Regions from separate parts of the Sus scrofa genome. Here region 2 is linked to region 1. A link is a contact called in public Hi-C data. All regions are on one chromosome and are shown on one strand. The core of a region is the stretch at or near the end of the contact, and the rest is flanking DNA. Distances in the headings are between cores, read along the strand shown. Region 1 holds the start of ORAI3 (protein orai-3). Region 2 holds the start of BCL7C (B-cell CLL/lymphoma 7 protein family member C).

Evidence for each region. Hi-C and Micro-C count contacts between places; a contact is called where the count stands out from the background.
Region 2: a Hi-C map of liver shows a contact between it and region 1, with 4 times the contacts expected there. The contact joins the promoter of BCL7C here to the promoter of ORAI3 in region 1. A contact is called at or near these places in 1 of 5 promoter capture datasets (fetal liver), 3 of 47 Hi-C or Micro-C datasets (embryonic fibroblasts, heart right ventricle and liver) and 2 of 2 datasets of contacts at active chromatin or transcription factors (alveolar macrophages and skeletal muscle).

The regions. Positions count from the first base shown.
Region 1 is chr3:17,494,865-17,501,640 of Sscrofa11.1, reverse strand. ORAI3 (protein orai-3) reads left to right here and starts at 4,250. Exons shown (of 2, transcript XM_003481021.4): 1 at 4,250-5,041. The coding sequence starts at 4,814. It overlaps FBXL19 (F-box/LRR-repeat protein 19), which reads left to right. Exons shown (of 12, transcript XM_013987711.2): 11 at 2,081-2,299; 12 at 2,393-4,155. The coding sequence ends at 2,571.
Region 2 is chr3:17,543,379-17,550,154 of Sscrofa11.1, reverse strand. It overlaps BCL7C (B-cell CLL/lymphoma 7 protein family member C), which reads right to left and starts at 2,609. Exons shown (of 6, transcript XM_013995586.2): 1 at 2,328-2,609; 2 at 1,678-1,756; 3 at 1,231-1,339; 4 at 970-1,131. The coding sequence starts at 2,419. It overlaps LOC100736818 (cardiotrophin-1), which reads left to right and starts at 4,905. Exons shown (of 3, transcript XM_021086414.1): 1 at 4,905-5,008; 2 at 6,658-6,773. The coding sequence starts at 4,984.

The DNA of each region.
Region 1 (6,776 bases), core at 3,001-5,500:
GCACAGTGATGCCAGATCTCACAGTTTTTCAAGGAAAAGCTCCATATCTAAATTTCTTTATTAAAATGTCCTTTTTGGTAGCATTAGTCATTAAGAAAATTTTTAGCACTGTGCAGATTCCATAAAACACTTGTGTAGGCTAGTTTCCTGACTTTGTGACATCTGATCTGGTTTATTTAGGGGCCAGGCTGATGCCTGGGAAGCCGATAGCATTGTGGTAAGAGTTTGGGCTTAGGATCACAAGGCCTGGTGTCCTGGCTCTGTTAATTCATAGTCATGCGATCTTGGATAGATTGCTCAATGATTTAAGCCTCCCATTTTCTGATCTGTAAACAGAAATGATGATCAGAGAACTTGCCTTCCAAGACAGTGATTCTTCTGTGGTCTCTGGACCAGCCCCTCACCATCGCTGGAGAACTTGTTAGGAAATAACCTCTGAGGCCCCTGCCTTGAGACACCTAATCTCTGGGGACAGGACCAGTGATCCATTTTAACCAGTTCACCAGGGAGATGCAGAAGCCTCTCTAGTTGGAGAGCCACTGGCCCAGGGACAGGCAGCCACTTAGTGGTATCTGGCCCATGACAGGTGCTCAGTCCATGGCTGCTGGTACATTTAGGTACAAAAACCAAAGGCATTTGGTTACAAAAACCGAGAAAGGAAATGCAAGATTGGAAGTTCTTTTGCGGCACAGCAGGTTACGGATTGGATGTTGTCACTGCAGCAGCTGGGGTCACTCTTGTGCAGGTTCAGGTTCGATCCCTGGCCCTGGAAAGTTCCATGTCATGGGTGAGGACAAAAAAAAAAAAAAAGGCGTTCCTGTTGTGGCTCAGTGGTAACAAACCCAACTAGGATCCAGGCTGGATCCCTGGCCTCACCTAGTGGGTTAAGGATCCCGTGTTGCTGTGAGCTGTGGTGTAGGTCACAGACACGGCTCGGATCCTGTGTTGCTGTAGCTGTGACATAGGCCGGCAGCTGTAGCTCTGATTTGACCCCTAGCCTGTGTACTTCCATAAGAAAGAAATACAGGATTGTGGCAGATACAATAAAAGGAAAGATTTGGGTGCAGAGATGAGGGGCGGGAGCTCTTCTACCCCAGAAATGGAGGAAGGGGAGGCCCCTGAGCTCTGTCCTGGAAGCCAGGGCCCCTGGCCAGGCAGGGGATTGAGCACAGGTGGCCATAAGCAGAGTCACTCAGGGCAGAGTTGCCTGTGAAGTTTGGCCCAGATATCTGGGGTGAGGGAGAAGATTTTGGAGCTGCGATGGAGGCCAGACCTTGCAGGAACTGGAATGTTCTACCAAGGCAATGGGACTTCTTAGATGCCCTCAGAGAGGTTCTAGCCAAGGAGGGAGGAGGGAGGTGGTCCCGTTCGTGTTTGAGAACAGCTCTGTGGATGCTGGACGAGGAGGAGGGACAGGAGTGAGTGAGGAGGCAGGAGTTCAGGCAAGAGGAGTGTGGCCCCAGCGGTGACGGGGTGAATGGCAAGAAAGGGATCCAGGTGGGGGGTTCACTGATCACAGAAGAAGAGCAGGATGTGCCCCAGGACCCTGCTGGGACAGCAGTCCTGTCGGGGGTGTCATTTATTCAATGAGCACTTGTGTCCCAGTTCCTGGGCATAAGAGCAAGAACAGGACAGACAGAAATTCTTGCCTTCATGGAACTGACATTCCAGTGGGACAGGAGAAAAGACATATAGTGTCAGATGGGGAGAAAAAGAAGGGAATGGAGGTCCCTCTTGGCACAGCGGGTTAAGGACCCAGGGTTGTCACTGCTGTGGCTGGGGTGCCACCCCTGGCCTGGGAATTTCTGCATGCTTGGGGGTGTGGCAGAAAAAGGTGGGGAGGGCAGGGAGGCGGAATGTTGCGGTTTGAAATGGAGTAATCCTGGAAGGCTACCTGAGGAGGCAGCGTGAGCGACGGCAGATGAACGGAGGTCGGGCTTTGTGGGTTCGGGGGAGAAGAGCAAACGGAGGCTCCCTTAGAGTGGGGAAGCAGGCCTGGGGCGGTGAGGAAGGAGTGTGCAGAGCGAGCTGGTGCGGTGCGGGAGCAGCCCGAGTGCTGACCTCTTCTCTGCCTGCCCAGGGCAAACGGAGAGCCGAGGGCGGCTGCAGGGGGTCGCTGAGCTGCGCCTGGCGGGTCTGGAGCTGACGGACGCCTCCTTGCGGCTCCTGCTGCGCCACGCGCCCCAGCTGAGCGCCCTGGACCTGAGCCACTGCGCCCACGTTGGGGATCCCAGCGTCCACCTCCTCACGGCCCCCACCTCCCCGCTCCGAGAGACCCTGGTACACCTCAACCTCGCTGGTAAGATTGTCCGTCCATCCTGCTGGCCTCCTGGTCCCTGCGGTCGGTGCCTCCGCCACCTCACCTTCCTGGTCTCCTCTGCCCCAACCCCAGGTTGCCACCGCCTCACGGACCACTGCCTCCCGCTGTTCCGCCGCTGCCCGCGCCTCCGCCGCCTAGACCTGCGCTCCTGCCGCCAGCTCTCACCTGAAGCTTGTGCCCGGCTGGCAGCCGCCGGGCCCCCTGGCCCCTTCCGCTGCCCAGAGGAGAAGCTGCTTCTCAAGGACAGCTAGTTGGGTGCCCCCCACCCTCCCCCGGGACTCATCAGGAGCCTGGACCTCAGGCCTTCATTTCACCCCTGCCAGGAGGCCAGGTTACCCACCTCATGACTTGGGATTCCTGAGTTTTATGACTTGGGATTCCTGCCCAGGGACTCGAGCCAGCCTCCCCGCTCTCTACCCCCTGCACTGATATCTCTGGGGGTCTCTCCTTCCCCTCCCCTCACCCTTCCACCTGCTTCATTGTCCATCCCCTGGGGGGAGTGGGTCCGAGGTACTGGGGGGTGCTGAGCCAAAGGGATGGTGGGAGGGGGGTTGAGGTGCAAGTTTGAGGGAGGGAGAGCGGGAAAGGGTATCTGCGCACAGGATACTGGGAGCCAGGGGGCTGGGGGAGCTGGAGGATGGGCCGGGGGTGGGGGGACGGGCGGAAAGCAGACCACCAAGGGTTCCGGGAACAAAGACCAGATACTTGGAGTTGGGGGGTGGGGGTGGGGCCAAAAAGGGAAACCAGAGGAGCAATTGGGGAATCCAGGTGTCAGAGATGAGGGGACTCGGGGAACCAGGGGAAAGCCAGGGCTGAGTGAGGGGTGGGGGCAAGAGCAGGTGTGGGGGCGGTAGGACCCCCTCGGGGTCACCCCTCTCCTTCCTCCCTCCTCAGATTTCAGTTCCTTCCCCCCAACCCTGACTCCTTGAACGTCACTGACAATGGCAGCTATTGTGAGGAGTGGGGGCTGCGGCCTACCCGCTGTTCAGCGCGGCCCTGGGGAGTGGTGAGGGGTACCCCAGCCCCCTACCTGCCTCCCCGCACTATACTTGAACATTCATCTGTACTGAAGTGTTACTTGAACCGGGGGAACCTCGGACCTGGGGGAGCCGGAGTGTGAGGGGACGGGACCAGCTTGGACTGAGACTGGACCGGTGGACACCCAGTTTGGACTGTACCACCCCCAGGCTCTCTCTTGCTTTACTGTATTGACCAACTCCACCCCTCCCTCCTGACCTGAGGTGGGGGTGGGGTGGGGTGCCAGCCCAATGATGGGGAAGATGGGACTCCTCCAGCTTGGCTCTTCCCACTCTTTCATCGTCATGGAAACTTGTATCCCATTTGCCCAGGGAACTGCCACTCCTGGTTGCCATGGAATTAGCAGCCAATGGACACCTCCCAAAGCCAGTGCTAAGGCTGGAAATGGCCCCTCTTAGTTGCCATGGGAACTTAGTAACAGACTGTTGGCCCTCCCTTTCCCTTGCCTCCACTGCGGGGGCGGGGCTTGGGGAGCCAGGGGGAGGAGTCGGGGCCAGGTCCCGCCCCTCATCCCTGGCCTCCCTGGGGAGCCAGGATGTACCATGTAGGGGAGGGGGGATCTATCCACATACCTCAGGTAACAGGGAGGTGCGCGGGTGGGGGGAGGGGCTGGGCGGACCAAAGGCCGGAAGGGAGGGGGTCCTGGGGATCGCGAAAGGCTTGAGGATGGGGCCGCTTGGGGGAGGGGGAGGAGGCAGCCCGGCGGGGGACAAGTAGGGGACCCAGCCGGGCTGGGCCCCTGGGCCCCGGGTCTGTATAATACGGTTTGCTATAAAACTCAAAATCTTCCAGCCGGGGCTGCCGAGTTCGTGTGTCTTGTCTGTGGCGGGGGCGGGGCGTGACCAGGGTGTTCTTTCAGGTTCTGGGAGGAGGGGGCTCGTTTGAGTGGATCCCGGGGCTTGGGGAGGGGGGCGCCTAGGTCCTACTAAGCTTCCCAAAATTGAGGATGCTGGGCCTCCTGCGGGCCCTCCGGTTGGGTGGGCTCACGATTTAGGTAAGGGTTTGGAGTTTGGTCGTTGGAAGTGTCCAGGTGTTCTTGGAGTGGGCCAGGGCCCGGGAACTCCCTCCTAGCCACGGGCTAGGGCTGGCCCTTCATCTCCGCGGGGCTTAAGCGCCTAGAGGAAGTTCCCGGTGGACTGGGGTCTCGGGGTCCCTTGGGCTCTCTGCCGATGGTCCCCCCGGCTCCACCCCATCATGTGGCCGCCCCGGCTCCGCCTCCGCCCCAGTTCCTGTTTCGGCCTCGGCTGTCCTGCTTCAGCCCCTAGGGCTCCCCTCAGACGCCTGCTCTTCCTGCTCCGCCCGGGCCACGTCTTCCCGGGTGCTCGCCGCTCGCATCCTCGCTCGCCCCGCCGGGGGATGGGCCCTTCCCCTGGCCTGGGCCGACCCTGCTGGGGTCCCCGAGGCGACTCGGCCCCACCTTGACCGACCAGCCCGCCCGGTGCTGTGGCCCCCAGAATGAAGGGCGGCGAGGGGGACGCGGGCGAACAGGCCCCGTTGAACCCGGAGGCCGAGAGCCCCGCGGGCTCGGCCACGTACCGAGAGTTCGTGCACCGCGGCTACTTGGACCTCATGGGGGCCAGTCAGCACTCGCTGCGGGCGCTCAGCTGGCGCCGCCTCTACCTCAGCCGGGCCAAGCTCAAAGCCTCCAGCCGCACGTCTGCCCTGCTCTCGGGCTTCGCCATGGTGAGGGGAGGGGAGGGAAGGGGCGCACAGGGAGGGAGCGAGGCACGTGGGAGGGACCGCGCCCGCGCTGGAACGATGTGAACGGGTACCCAAGGGGGACAGGGTGAAGGGAAGGCAGAGAGCGGTTTTTAAGAGAGAAAAGGGGAATAAACGAGGTCTCAAGGGACTACACATGTCTCTTAGGGTGTGGGTGGGGTGTGTAAACAGGCCCCTAGCATTAACTGGACCAGAGGGAAGACTAATCCCAAGGCATGGGGGACACAAATAATGTTTTGGAGGCAGACAAGTCACCAAGGGGGGAAACGTGTGCAAGGCTGGAGCAGAGAGGTACAGAAGGAGCGCAGTCCAGCACAAGTGGTTGCTAGGTCCCCATGAGAGGTGCAAAGACGAATCAGACAAATCAGAGCTGGGGCGGGGAGGGGGTGTTGAGAGAATAAACTACATGGCCACCCAACAAGTGGGCCCATAGCAAGGAGGGCGGCCAGGCCCCACCTGGCACAGAGTGCTTCGTGTAGGCCACAGAAGCTTTGGTAAGGAAGGATGCCTGTGAAGAAGCCCCTAGGGAGAGAAGCTGTTGAGGAAGCTGATAGATGATTCTAGAGATGATAAACTCCAAGTGTGAGCAGATGATATCAGCTAACGGTTCACATCCGTATCAGCCTCACAGGAAGTGGGACCAGGGAGGGGAGGTCCTGTGGTGAGGAGTCAGCAGACATAAGTCCTGGCTCCTTGCAGCCTGTGCTTAGCTGTGTGACCCTGGATAGGCCTCCACCCCCTCACGGGCCAGTGGGAAGTTGTGGGACCATGGAGGGTGCGCCCTCTGTATCCTGCCAAGTACCAGCCCCAAGGTGAGCCAATTCTCATCATCAAACCCCAGGTCTGAGCATGTCAGAGCAAGACGCACATCAGGGGTGGGCGAGACTACCTCTTAACTGGACAGGCGTGGAGATCAAGGTCCAGAATAGGGCAGTGGCTCTGCCAAGAGCACTCAGCAGATGAAGGATAGAGGATAAACTAGGACCCAGGGTCGCTGAACTGTTAGTCCAGGGTTTCCCATCATCACAACAGGAAGGGGAAAATGGGCTGGAGGGGGATCCTCATAGGAACATGACAGGGCTGTCAGGATGGGGGCGAAAAGGGGTCGTAGCACTAGGTGATTTGGCTTAGTCCCCGCCCACTTTGCCACAACCTCTGCATTTGAATGATGAGATGGAATGTTTATCCTTTTTTTTTTTTTTTTGGCACATCCACGGCATGCGGAAGTTCTGGGGCCAGGGATTGAATTGATGCCACAGCAGTGACCCCAGCAGTGGCGGCAACCACGCTGGATCCTTAACCTGCTGCGCCACAAGAGAACTCTGAAAGTTTCTATCCTTAAGGGTCATCCTAGGTATTGTTTTCTATGTGGGGGTCCAGGATCCACAGGCCCCAGATCCTCAGCTCACATTTCCTGATGTGGGGTCATCTCAGGACAAGGAGCTTTACCTGCACAGACTGCAGAGGGATGGGAGCAGCCTGTGGACCTGCCTGAGATGCCCCCGACTTCCGGCCTATTCCCAAGGGGACTATTCCCCCTGCTGCTGCCCTTGCAGTTTGCTGGGGTGACAGCTTAAGTCCCAAGACTTTCTCTGCAGGACCAAGAGGCAAGATAAGTAGGGGTTTTGGTGTTTTTGGCCACATCTGCAGCATGTGGAAGTTCCCAGACCAGGAATTGAACCCAAGCCACAGCAGTGAC
Region 2 (6,776 bases), core at 1,360-3,859, 50 kb before region 1:
AGTAAAGGTACACGAGCGTGTGCTACGATCCAGACACAGAACGGAGGCCTAAGTCCTGGTGTTCTTGGAAAGGAACAGTGAGGTCAGCAGGGGACGGTTCGGGAAGGGCCCAGAGTGCCAAGCTGAGGGGTCAAAGGTCAGAGGGAGCCATCGAAGGTTCTGAAGCTGGAAAATGACCCCATCAAACGCATGCTCTGGTAGCTGTGTGGGTGCAGCTGGAGGGGAACAGACCCATGAGGAGGCCGGAGCCGGGTGTGGGTTAGAGAGACGACAGGGCCTGGGCAGGCAGAGGAAGGCAGACAGACACATTGAGAGATGGATCTGATCAGACAGGGGACTGACTTTACGGGAAGAAAGAGGAGCTGATGAAGACTCAGGCCCAAGATCCTGGCTCGCTGGCTGGGTGAACTTGGGCAGCTTCTCTGGGTTTCGGGTATATCATCTCTCAATGGAGATCGTAGCCCTCATAGGGCTGCAGTGGGGATGAAATGAGATAAAACATGGAAAGAGCTTAGCGGGGTGTCGGGCACGCAGAAAGAGCTCAGTAAGTATTAGCTGTAACTATCACCGACTGTTAATCAGTCTTTTGATTATTACCTATTCCTCAACAAATATTTCTTGAGCACCTGCTAGGTGGTCCGCAGTGTTCCGAGGATACAGCCGAGAACAGGATCAAGATGGGCCCAACCTTCAGGAAGCGGACAGGAGGTGGGAATGGGGAAGAAAGATATTTAACTACTCAAAAGCTAAATTTACATGAAAATCTGTGATAAGTTATCTACAGACCCAAAGAAGCCAGAGGAAGGCCAAAGGCCCTAGAGGAAAGGCAGTCACTTTCCACAGGACTCAGGGATGGTCTCCAGAAGACTCGACACAGGAGGGGGACCAGACAGAGGACAAGTGGGGGGCTGCAACCTTGGAGAGGACAAGACACAGAGGAGAAGGTTCCTGGGAGGCACCTGGTCCTACCTCTCTCCTGGCCCAGCTGTGGGGGCTGAGCATCCTCAGGGACCCCTTCCGGTGGTCCAGCAGGTGACACAGGGCGGCTGGGCTGGGGGGTGCCCCCAGGGCTGGGCTCCGTGCCCTTTTGCAGGGAGCCTTCTGAATGGAAGCTCTGGTTACTGTTCTCATCTGTGGGAGCAAGAGCAGAAAGGGTTGGGTCTGAGGCGCCCAATCCCCTCCTTCATTCCCCACCGCTGCCCCAAAGCCCAGCCAGCATCCCCGACATACCGTTGAGATCGAGCAGGATGAGAGGGCCCCCCCCTCGGGGACTGGCGCCCCTGCCCCTCCGCTCGCGGCCTCGGGATCGCTCTGCGCCGCCACCTGCCCTCCGACGCTCCTGGGGGTTAGAGGACGAAGGGTTACAGTCAGCTTTCTAGTTAGTGCTTGCAAAGCCCCCACTGAACAAATAACGACATTGAGGCACAGAGAAGCAGAAGGCCCTCCGTGAGCGACAGGTTGTGCGCCACGGCGGCGGCGGCGGCGGCGTTAGGCCGTGAACTCAGGGGGTCTGGTGGCGGGGGAGGGGAAAGAGGCGGAGTTGCTAATAATTGTTAACATCTGTTCCCGAGGCTGCATGTAAGGTCTAAGTGGGGACTGGAGGTGGAGGCCAGCCGCCGGGAGGGGCTTGCCCGAGGTGGCCCAGATGCAGGGCCTGGTGTGGGGGAGCTTGCTCACCTCTTCCTGGGGGTCCACCACTGGCACCCACTTGAAGATACGCAGGGAAGTGTCACCCACAGTCACCCAGCGCTTCTCCCTGTGGGACGGTGGAGGGACGGGGTCAGAGAGGCCTGAGGAGAGAGCCAGCCCAGGAGCTGGATGTATCTGGGGATACGTGTGGAGGTGGGGGTGGTGCGCAAAAGAAGCGGCAGCGTGGCTAATGGGACTTGGAGGGAGAAGCCCGGCAGACCTCAGGGCATAGGTGGGGGGCGGGAGAAAGAGAGAGAGGGAGAGAAAAAAAAATAGGCTGGGGTCACGACGCGGCAGACCCCTGGGGTATACATGGAGAGCGCGACTATAGGCCTGGGACCACAGCCTCGAAGATCCCGGGGCACACTTGCGGGAGGAGTGTCAAAGCTTTAGGGGGCGGGGCATAAAGGGGGGGTTCCAGCTCTGGGAGGGCAGGGCTGGGGAACACGCTTTGTAGACCCCAGGGTGTAGCCAGGAGAAGAGAGATAGAGCCCTGCAGATCCAGGACGCAGCTGGGGGCGGCGGGGGAGAGGGGCACACCTAACACCTGGGGGCCACAGGTGGCGGAGGGGGTGTGGACGTGTCGGGGGAGGAATGGCCCGCCGTGGCCCGTCCCTGGCCCCCGGGGCAGCGCTCACCATCTCCGGACCTTCTCGATGGTCGCCATCACCTTCTTGATGTCATCCTTGGCCCGGCTCCGGGTCTCGGCCCGCACGGTCCGGCCGGCCATGCTGGCGGGGCTGGGGCCGAGGCCGAGCCCGCGGCTGGGCCGCCTCCCGTCCGGCGGGCTCAGGCTCGGCGCCAGGCCGGGGCGCCGCTCTCTCGGCCTGTCGCCCCTCCGGGAGTTGGCCGCGCCCTCCCTCGCTCCCCAACGCCTCCGCGAGTCCCCGCCCCGCTTCCTGCCGCCGCGCCCCGCCCCGGCCCGTCCCCGGAGCCGCCCGGCGGCGCGGGCGGCCAGAGCCCAGGCCTGGAAGCCGGCCGGCCCCGCCCCGACCGGGCCCGCCGCCTCCGCCTCGAGGCGCCCGGACGCGCAGCGCCCCCTGCCCGCGGCCGAGAGGGAGGTTGGGGCAGCTCGGCGACTGGACGCGCGCGGCGGGGCTGCGGCCGTGCGTTCAGACCACGTGGGCGCCAGGGGGCGCGAGAGGATCTGTGTCCCGGGTGCGACCGCTGCGCGTGGGTGGACCCTGGAACGGTGTGTGTGTTTGTGTGTGTGTGTTTGCGTGTGTGTGTGTCCCTTGCTCGGCTGCCTGGTTCTACGCTGCAACTATCTCTTCATCCATTCATTCTACAGGCTATTAACTGAGGGCCAGTTACGTGCCAGACACTGTAAATGTACTGAGTGCCTCTTCCACCCTCCAGAATGGCTCAGATGAGACCTTGCCAAGTGGAGGCGAAGTAGAGCAACTGGACCTCTCATATTTCTGGGGGAGTGTAAATTGATAGAGACACTTTGGAAAGCTGGCGCTTTTCTAGTGAAACCGAACGTACACCAACCCTGTGACCCAGCAGTTCCGCTCCTGGATGGTTAACACCCATCAGAAATGCGTGGGTAGGAGCCCCAAGGGACCTGTACTGGAATGTCCATAGCTCTGTTCCTAAGCGCCTCAGGCTAGAAACAACCCATCCACAGGGCCATGGAAAATAAATTGTAGCCTGTTCACACCATGGACGACAGGGCAAGGAGAGTGATGTCCTGCTACACACAACATGGGGACGTCTCGTGAAAGAGGTCAGAGAAGCAATACGCCCTGTGATCCCATTCAGAGAAAGTTCTGGACAAAACCAATAAATGGTGCGAAACACCGGGGAGAGTGGTCACCCTGGGGACTGGGAGGGGCTAAGAGGGGCCTCTGGGAACTGGTCAGATTCCGTTTCTTAATCTGGTGCTGGTTCCCACGGCATATTTACTCTTGGAAAATTCGCGGAGCTGTACATATAGGATGTGTGTACTTTACCCTGTGTCTATAGCACGTCAATGAAAAGCTTACTTAAAATACATGTGTCTTGGTTGATTTTGTTTGAGGCTGTGTTTGCCAGCAGGTATGACATTCTAAATTTGTGTTGCTGTGTGTGAATGTGTCAAGGGTGTGGCTCTCGGGTCTGTGTGTTTTGGTGTGACTATGTTCAGAGGTGGTTATGACATCATTTCTGGGCCAAATCGCTGGGGTAAAATCCCAGCTCTGCTTGTCCAGTGACCTCAAACAAGTCACTTATCACTATTTTCTCAGCTGTAACATGGGAATGAGTTAATATACATGTAACTCTTAGAACAGCATCTTGCGCATAGTAAATACCCAACAAGAGTCACTGTTAATATGCGCGTGATGGTGCCACATGCTGTGCCCTCTGCCAGTTGTTCCCTTTCTTCCTTTATTCTGGCAGTTGTCTGCTCATGGTGAAATACTTAAAGACACAGGGGCCTCCTTCCCAGTTCACATTACCTGCTTTTGTCTGTGGTCTCACTATCAGATTGAGCTCCTCAGGGGGCCAGAGACTAAGAATGGATCCCCTCTGGGGCCCAGAGCCCAGGACAGAGGGGGTACTTGGGAACCATTTGTGGGAATAAGTAAGTGTGTACGGACCGGTCAGCGTTTGTCCTCATCGGGTTTGTGGGTAGATGTGTGGGTGTGACTCCCTGGACCTATCTCTGAAGCTTGTTCCAGCGCAAGAAGCCTTCAGTAGATGCGGGTGTGTCGGAAGGGTTCTCTTACTGGTAAGACGAGGTGGTGGTCCCCTCCTAGTAGCTGTGACTATGAGAGCAAGGGCAGAAGGCATCTGCAATAGGCCAGGAGGTGTTTATGCCAGCAGGTGTGGCCCAAGCCTGAGGGCCCCCATCTCGGCCTCTCAAGCACCTGGCTCTCCCCTTCCCTTCCCCGCCAAGAGGGAGGGCCAGCACATTCCAGGCCTGCCAGCTGCGCCCTCTCCTATCCCCCCAGTTTTCTCGGAAAAAACAGCCCAGAGGCCAAGACTAACCCCAGGTCGGAGCCTGAGCCTTCTCCTCTCATTGGGACCCAGGCTGCCTCCCAGGCCCTGGCACCCAAGCCTGAGTCCAACCTGCAGACATCCTGCTGCCCTCCTCAGGCCCCCTCCCCGACGAGGCTGCGCAAGCAAGGACCTGAGCTCAGGGCCAAGGAATCCTGCCTGGGGCGGCGGGGGGCGGGGTGGTGAGGGGGGGGTAGATTGTTGGGGTCTGAGCCGTGATTGGCTACGCCCCGGCCACGCCCCTACCCTTTTCCCCCTTCTCCCCCCTCGGAAGGGGGGCGTGGAGGCTACCAGGATCAGCCAGGGGACAGCATGAACCGGAGGGAGGGAAGTCTGGGTAAGGGACTGAAGGGTCAGATGCCGAGTGCCTGAGGGGAGCAGGGGTCAGAAGGGCTGGAAGCTGGAGTCTGGGTCCCCGCCACCCCTAGGTACGGGAAGGGAGCGGCCTGAGTGGGGGAGAGCAGGGCCCCGGTGTCAGGTAACGAGCGGGTGAGTTGTGGGTGAGCTGGGGGCAGGGGCAAACGCCAGAGTTTAGAGGAGGCCTGGGGCTGTGCCTTCAGGGATTTGGACTCAGGAGGTAGATCCTGGGTTCGAGTACACCTTGGGGGAGGACTGGGGTCGTGGCTGGGACAGGACATCGGATCCTCTCAGAGTATCGGGAAAGAATCACAGCTGGGAGCCAGAGGGACGTGTAAAGTTAGAGGAAGAAGCCTTTGGCCACAGGGGCTGGTGAGTGACAACAGGAAGCGAAAGTCGAGGCTGTTAAGGATAGGGACCCGCGGGGCAAACTCTGGCGGGGCGGGGGCGGGGGCGGGAGTTGCCGGGCCAAGACTACATTCCCCAGCATGCCCTGGACACGCGCGATGGGCATCTAGGGAAATGTAGTCCTCCCGGGGCGCCACCCTCTAGCTTGTGCTAGTGAAGGTAGATTGCTGCCGATTCATTGATGCTGCGCAATGCCCAGCGTCTTGCATAGACGGGCCATCAGGAAAGGAGTGGGATTTCAGTCTCCCAACTTGTAAAATGGGCTTAACGGCTCATTTCAATTTAAAGATCTGTGCATCAATGATGCTGAATTCCACAAACAATCTCTGAGAGAGAGATGTATGAGCCCAACCCTCAAAGGATTCCCAGGCTGAGGCAGATTCTCACAGGGGAAAAAAAAAAAAAAAAAAAAGAGCCATTAAAAAAAACCACCTTGGGGAAGTTCTCTTATGCCGCAACTGTGGCAAAGGTAGCAACTGCCCTGCGGGTTTGATCCCTGGCTGGAAACTTTCACATGCCCTGGGGGCTGCCAAAAAAAAAAAAAAAAAAAAAAAAAAACCAAAAACCAAAAACCACCCACCACTTTGGAAGTATGAACAAATGGCCTTAAGTAGAAAGAAGAAGTTAATTTAAAGGAGGGGTAAATCTACACTGGGGAGGCAGTATTTGAATTTGGCTTTAATAGGATTTCAACAATGATCTAGGCACAGGGAATACATTTCAGGTAGAACAACCACTTGGCAAATGTCTGGTGCTTCATTTTCCCTCAGTTGGAAGGGGACAGAGCCTGCCTGGCTTAAAAGTTGGAGGATTCAGAGTGGAGCTTCTGGGAGTTCCTATTGTGGTGCAGTGGAAATGGAATCTGACTAGTAACCATGAGGTTGTGGGTTCAATCCCCAGCCTCACTCAGTGGGTTAAGGATTTGGTGTTACCCCGAGCTGTGGTGTAGGTCGCCGACATGACTTGGATCCTATGTTGCTGTGGCTGTGGTGTAGCCTAGCAGCTGTAGTTCTGATTCGACCCCTAGCCTGGGAAACTCCATATGCCACAGGTTTGGCCCTAAAAAGCAAAACAACAACAACAACAGCAACCAAAAAAAAAAAAAAAAACCCAAACCAGAGTGGAGTTTCTGGATTCAGGAAGGAAGAGCCAACCTGGAAGAGGTGGTCAAGAAGCAGGGGGGTTGTGTACCCTCATTCCTCCCCCTTTTCCCACCAGAAGACCCCCAGGCTGATTCCTCCATTTCACCCCTTCCCCACTTGGAGGCCAAGATCCAACAGACACACAGCCTTGCCCGCCTCCTCACCAAATATGCTGAGCAGCTGCTCCAGGAATATGTG